Linked DNA regions of Sus scrofa: region 2 is linked to region 1. A link is a contact called in public Hi-C data. All regions are on one chromosome and are shown on one strand. The core of a region is the stretch at or near the end of the contact, and the rest is flanking DNA. Distances in the headings are between cores, read along the strand shown. Region 1 holds the start of DYNLT1 (dynein light chain Tctex-type 1). Region 2 overlaps TMEM181 (transmembrane protein 181).

Region 1 (3,405 bases), core at 601-3,100:
AGAGTGGGAGGGGTTCCCATGTAGCTCAGTGGTAACAGACCTGACCTGTATCCATGAGCATATGGGTTTGATTCCATGGCCTTGCTCAGTGGGTTAAGGACCTGTTGTTGTGGTGTAGGTCACACATGTGGCTCGGATCCAATATGGCTGTGGCTGTGGTATAGGCTGCAGCTGCAGCTCCAATTCGACCCCTAGCCTGGGAACCTCCAGATGCTGCAGAGGCAGCCCCCCAAAAAGAAATGCCAGACATAGAATCATATGGAGACTGAGGTTCGAGGCTGAAACACTGGAACAGGTGAGCTGAAGCCACATAACAGGAAGAAACCAAAACTCAAAAGAGAGAGAGAGTTAAGAATTGGAGCGAACAGCCTGTCCCCACTGAGCAGGTCCCCTTGCTCAGGTCAGGTGTTCAGGGCAGGGCCCTCTCGTGCCTTTCACTCTCTGCCCTCCTCTGTGCCCCCCTTTCCCACAAGGAGGCAGGCGACTGCACCTCCCTCTACTCAGTTCTCTGCAACTGGGTATAAAGCGGAACTAATGTGTGGGGAGATGAGTCACTCAATACATTTTTTTTTTTGTCTTTTGTCTTTTGAGGGCCGCACCCACAGCATATGGTGGTTCCCAGGCCAGGGGTCCAGTCAGAGCTACAGCGGCCAGCCTAAGCCACAGCCCCAGCATTGCCAGATCTGAGCCGTGTCTGCGACCAACACCACAGCTCATAGCAACACCAGATCCCTAATCCACTGAGCAAGGCCACAGATCAAACCCGCAACCTCATGGTTCCTAGTTGGATTTGTTTCCGCTGTGCCACAATGGGAACTCCTTCAACACATTTTAAATTAAAATATTTACCATGTACAGTGAAAGGGGCAGGGGATACATTGGTGAATAAAATGGATTTTGCCAGCATGGAACTTAGATTCTAGAAGTGGAAACAAGGGCTGCAGATGTGACTGAACGTGGGCTCTACCGCTTCATTCTACCCAGACTCAGGGTGCTGTGGTCAGCCCTTCCTAGGAGGAGGAAGTGGGTTTTAACTCCTGGGATTTGGTGAGGTAAGAAGTGACATTTGACTTCGAAGGCGTGGTTAAAAGAAAACAACAGAGAAAGTAGCCCCAAAGTCAAAGGTCTGAGCCTCACTCACATGCAAGCAGGTGCATAGACCCAGCTATTCCTGGAGAGAATCCAGAGCCCAGAGCAATTACTAATTTTTATAACGACCCTATACAAGTTAAGTGTACGTCTAGGTCATGCTGCTTAAGGCAATCACAAAGTATGCAGCATTTTACATTTTCCAACCAAAAGGCCTTTTTTTTTTTTTTTAATGGTGCTTGAAGAAAAAAAAAAAAAGAATCTCATTTATATGAAAAACTTACCTCCCCCAAAGGAAGGTTTCGTTTAGAACTAAAGTTCCTGATCCTGGATCCCCAAGGGGACTGCAAACACTATCTCAGACTTCCCATCATGTTGAGAAATCACTTTGCAGTCTGTACTAGGTGTCCAAACCCGCTTGAACGTTCAAATTAACCCACCCAGTACAAACTGGAGGGAGGGGCCGGGAAGACTCTCCCCCTCCCGGACTGGCTTGTCCGTTTGTTTTGTTTCAGTTGCAGCGGCCCAGGGAGCTGCCGGGACACCGGGGTGGGGCTCCCGCGGTAAACACCCCCACCCCCACCCCGGAGAACCAGAGCGGCAAGGGCTCATCCCAAATACCCGCCGGGCGGGCCAGGGCGGCACAGGCCCCAGGGTAAGGGCGGCGCCCTAGAGCGGCCTGGGCGGGGCCCTAGGGGAGGGCGGGGCCGGACGCGAGCGCGGGGCGGGGCCTGAGTGCGCCTGCGCAGTGCGCTCCACTCAGGGAGGCGGAGGCGACTCGCAGGAGGGAAGATGGAAGACTACCAGGCTACCGAGGAGGTAACGGCCGTGTCGACGGCGGGAAGGGCGGAGGCTGGGAGTTCCGGGTGCGGGTGGGCGGCGGCCGCCAGGGGCGTGTGCCGGCACCCGGGCTGTGTCGGGATGTGGGGGGCGGCCGTCCCCGGCGCCGGCTGCCTGCAGCGGTGCCCTGCGGCGCGCTTCCCGGCGAACCCCCGCCCGGCGGACTCCCGGCGTCGTTGTCCTGCCCAGGGCGGGGCTCGGGGGCGGGGCGTGAAGGCGCGCGCGCCGCGTGCGTCCCCGGGAGAGCGCGGTCCCTCGCCCCTCTGATTCCGTGTGCAGACCCCGCCCTGGGGTGGGGAAGACGGAGGCCGCTGGTGCGTCCGCTGGCTGAAATTTGCAAGACTCCGCAGTGAGCAGCATGCGCGACCCGCACGTACAGTTATATCTTCCAAGTCCGTCCAGTCGGGCAGATTTGATGCTCAGGCGGTGGGCAAAAGGCACACGTGTACCACAGGAGAACCTGCCTTTGTCTTTGGTTCTACACCTGTTCTCTGCTGGCCTCACTCCCACCCAGGCCACCATACGTACATTTCCGCTTGAGTTTGAGCTGTAGGAAGCTTCTGTTTGTGGGGAAAAAAGCCACCTCTTATTGCCCCAGTGGAGCAGCAGCATAAAGCATACAGTAATTTGCCCAGCAGAAGCCATTCATCGTAACAGTGTGTTGTTACCTGGCTTTGCTTCAAGCTTATGAGCATTCAGGGAATATTATACCAAGGGAACTGCTCTTAGAGAAGAATAAGTTGCCCGTCTTTTTGCTAAATAATTCTTGTTGAAATACAGATGAATGGAGTCCTGTGTATTATGCAGCCTGTCAGAAATAAAAAGTGTAGATAAATACGGTAAGGTTTGATATTTTTACCATTTTCGAAATTTACGCAAGAATGTTTTGAGGGGAAAAGAATATATATGTAAGGCCTAAGGACTGATCTCAGAGTTTCAATTTTTATCTAGTTTCCTACCTAGCACAGCTTTCTGTGGCAATGTCGTCAGCAGTGTTTGAATGATGGTAGCGACCAGGGGTCATTGGGAGAAACGGTGGTTCAGGAGCAGCTAGCCAAGGGAAGCTTTTCCCTGTAAGCTGTTAACTCCTATCATATTGGAAAAAGGCTTGTATGATAGGAATATTGAGTAAAACTTTAAGAAGGAAAATGGCAATGTAGAAAGAAGCCTGGTATCCTGGCATTTTGTTTCTCTGCACCTTATCCTGGCTCTCACCAGGGAGGTGGCTAAGTGACTTCATTATTCCAGATCTCAACTACGTATCTGAGAACAAAGGAGCTGAACGTGATGGGTGTTGTGCGCAGGATAAGGCCCGTGTATCCTTGTCTGCCTTCTAGAGGGCCTGCCCTCGGTATCCACACCACTCCTCCCAACAGCCTCTGCAGAGCAAACTTCATGTAGTTACCTGGAGCTCTGTAACTCTCCTCTTGGTCCATGGTTATCTGTCCTTGGAAGTTGGAACTGCCCAGTGGTTTG
Region 2 (3,405 bases), core at 308-2,807, 43 kb after region 1:
CCCAAGGGGAAAGTGAACTCGACTCCACTTTCCTGGAGCAAAGGAAGGAGGCACACGTAAGGACATCACTTAGGACCGGTCTCTCGGATCAGCCAGCACGTCCTGATGGCCCAGGCGGGTCCCGGAGCACAACAGGCGCCTCCCACCGCAGGTACATGGTCAGGGCTGCCGGGGCTCCAGGCCGAGTGCAGACTCTGGCTGCTGTCACCCTCCGCGATGGGCCGTTGCGGGGTGAGGGCGAGTGGGTGCGGCTGGGCTGGGCTGGGCTGGGCTGCACGGGCTGCACGCGGCCACTGTGAGTGACGCGACGGCCAGGACCGCTCCTCACCTCTGATCCCGACGAACACGGTCAGGCCGAAACAGACGAAGAAGACGACGAACACGAGGACAAAGTGGCGCTTGGAGAGCGTGTACAGCCGCATGGGCGCCAGCCTGTGGGGAGAAGCCAGGGTGAGGGGGGCAGGGAGCCCCGACAGTGACAGTACCACGCAGGCCGCATCGGGCCTCCCCCGCCGTGAGCCCGCATCTCAGAGGGGGACCTAGTGTCAAACCAGGTGAGTCGCCTGACAAAACCATCTAAACAACCTCAGTGACTACGGCCGGGGTGGGTGCCATTCCGGTATGTTCTGGTCCACCAGCAGGCGCCAGGCGAACCCCACTCCTTGTGGCAGAATGTGCTGCGGCTTCAATGCCCACCTGCAGCACATGGCACCAGGTCGCAGAAGTGGGGGCTGAGCCCCTCTATCCCCCACCTTCAGCAGCCAGAGCAGAGACCAAGCGCCAGCAGGCCGCCAGCTTCTCAGGCACAGACACGTAGCTCGCACTGCTGGCGGCCACCGTCGAGCCCGGCTGGGGGCTCCAGGCACCACCAGGGGCACATGTTCTGTCTGATCTCCCCGCCAGCCCCCAGCTCTGTGGCTCCTGCTGAGGGCACCCCACACCTTGAGAGCCCTCATGTCCGTCACCCATCCTGGTAAAGCTCAGCCTGGCCTTCACTGTGGGGTCTGCTTTTGATGCCACTGAGCAAGCCGCCCAGTTTTCTGTGACTTACACCAACCTGAAAGCAGTTCAGAGGATCTGTCTACACCCACCTCACCAGCTCACTTTCTGCTTTGGTCAGAAGGAAAGGGTGCTGGGGTAGGTGTCACTGCTTTTAGAATTCCCTGCATCGGGGCCCGGCAAACAAGGAGACACCTGTGACAGGCCAGATAAAGGCTTGAGGTGTGGCAGGCCACCGGGCTCGGGCTCCCGTCCTCGATGCTGCCCTGCAGGCGGCCCCAGAGAGGCGGTACCGCAGGCACAGGACCGAGCTCCACTTCCACTGATACACAGGGAGGCGGCCGCCCCGATACCCACGACCCCAGAGCGACGAGAGCCAGTGAGCCTTTCTCGGCCTCGCCTCTTACGTGCTCTTCACTGCCCAGCGCTTCCTGGTCTGGTCGGGAGCCAGCCTGAGCCGGCAGGAAGGAATTTCTCGAGCCTCCAGGCAGGCGACAGCACACCCGGGAGGAGGAGAACCAGGCTCTGAACCGGAAAGGGAGGGACAGGCTGGCTGCTCCTGCGTGTGGAGCTCAGGCCAGGTGCACGCACACCCGCCCCCTTACACAGGGCCAGTCCCGGCAGGACACCAGCTGGGCGGCATCTCGGGGCAAAGGTGGCCCTAAGTCGCTCTGACGTGGCTTTGCTGACACCGAGTCAGTGCTCTCCTGCAGGACCTGCCAGGCCGAGGCGAGCAAACGTTCAGATCTGCGCCCCCGTGTTTCACGGGGGGACGGGACCAGCGCAGAAATAAATACAGGAATGAGGGGCCTCATCTCCTCCAGGACTCAGGTCCGAAGGCTGAACCACTAACGACCCTGCTGTGTTGGGGTATCCCACTCAGATGCTGGATCCAATAAGATCATAAAAGGCCTGAGAGCCTTAACACATTAGAGCCGGAGACCACCTCAGGGAGGAAGGCCAACCCCGTGGACGTGCACATGGGGACACCGAGGCCTAGAGATGGCAGGACCCTCACCCTTGAGGCCACCGCCGCCTTGAGGGGAGGCTCTGGGAAGCAGGACGGAGGCAAGGGGCCCCCCTCTCAAAGGGCCCTGCAGAAGCCCATGGGGTATGGGGCTGGCAGGAAGTCTCCTGTGTCACTTCGCTGCCACCCCAGGTGAGACGCCCCGGCAGCCCTTGCAGAGGGAAGACTCCCTGCGGCTGTGAGGGCATCTTCTGAGTAACAGCACACGGAGCTCAGAGGACAGATGAGGGGACATCGGACATGACAGCACTGCCCGATGCCGCCCTTAGCGCTGACAAGCGTGCTGTGCTTCTGGATGCCAACACGAAGGGAAGCCCCCTGGAGCGTGTGCAGAAACGCTCTGCACTGCCTTTGCCACTCTCCTGTAAACCTAAATTTGTTCTAAAAAATTACACATAGTCGCTCACAGCAGCCCCCCCCGCTGCTGCAGACAGGGCGACTCTGGGGTTCCGAGGAGTCCGGGGGCTGGAGGCGAAAGAATAGCACAGGTGACTCCGGAGCAGCAAAAACCAGAATAAGAACAGTTATATTTAAGAGGTGATTTTTAAAACACATTATCAATGATTTACTGCAAAAGCACAGTTACTCAGCAGGAGAGAAGGAAGGCTGAAAACAAGGATTCAGAGAGGAGATGATAGCTTGAGATCCAACTCCTGCAGCACGCAAACCACCCGGGCAGTTCCCAATTCTCTTCTCAGGACTCAATAAAGACTGTCCCCCCTGCCTTAGAACTTCCACTTAAATCCAATTCATTAGAAATACTCCTCGGGCGGCAACCAGGCCTCACCCACCTGGACGGAAAGATGACAGAGAGGAGGTAAAATAAGGCCCCTGCTCGAGAAAAGGCCACCACACAACCAGCTCGCTGCCCAGGCTTGCTGGGGACAGGCCTCCTCACTCTGGGAGGACACTGCAGCCCAGGGGGTCGCGGGTGGGCCGGGTGAGGGGACAGGGCCCAGACCCAGGGTTGGCCAGACGCCTCCCCCTCCACAGGCCTGCGCTCAACGTATCACTAAAAGCTTTGAAGCCTCACCGAAGACCTAGAGACTTCCAAGACCTCGGGGACATGGGTCACCCTATTCCAGACGGGCCACAGGCCTGACGTGAGCTGCCAATGCAAAGGCGAGGAGTCAAGGAGACCAGCTCAGGCTGCTGACCCGAGGCCCAGGCAGCTTCCCCTGGAGCCCCGCATGCGGCCACCTCACAGCTCCCAGCCTCACCCAGCACCCGGTGGTTTCTCTGCCTACCCCGCCCCCGGGACCCTCCCACGTGTCCCTAACCATCTCCTTAATCTAAACTAACCAGGTCTCGGTGGACAGACGGCCCACGTCCCGTGAGCAGGCCAACAACAGAAGGAGTGTTCCCACATCAGAGGCAAG

What was found. A called contact is a pair of places that touch in the nucleus more often than the background predicts.
Region 2: a contact with region 1 is called in a Hi-C map of liver, with 1.6 times the contacts expected there. The contact joins the enhancer-like site here to the promoter of DYNLT1 in region 1. A contact is called at or near these places in 1 of 5 promoter capture datasets (liver), 6 of 47 Hi-C or Micro-C datasets (alveolar macrophages, epiblast stem cells, liver and 1 more) and 1 of 2 datasets of contacts at active chromatin or transcription factors (skeletal muscle).

The regions. Positions count from the first base shown.
Region 1 is chr1:8,554,233-8,557,637 of Sscrofa11.1, forward strand. It overlaps DYNLT1 (dynein light chain Tctex-type 1), which reads left to right and starts at 1,851. Exons shown (of 5, transcript NM_001145385.1): 1 at 1,851-1,908. The coding sequence starts at 1,882.
Region 2 is chr1:8,597,629-8,601,033 of Sscrofa11.1, forward strand. It overlaps TMEM181 (transmembrane protein 181), which reads right to left. Exons shown (of 23, transcript XM_021074745.1): 7 at 329-432. Among named protein-coding and RNA genes, the nearest start is that of TMEM181, 43 kb to the right of the region's middle. Within about 2 kb of position 1,558, at least 27 of the 83 cell types and tissues checked have an H3K27ac peak or open chromatin away from gene starts, as enhancers often do. A contact at or near this core is called in liver, where this site is marked.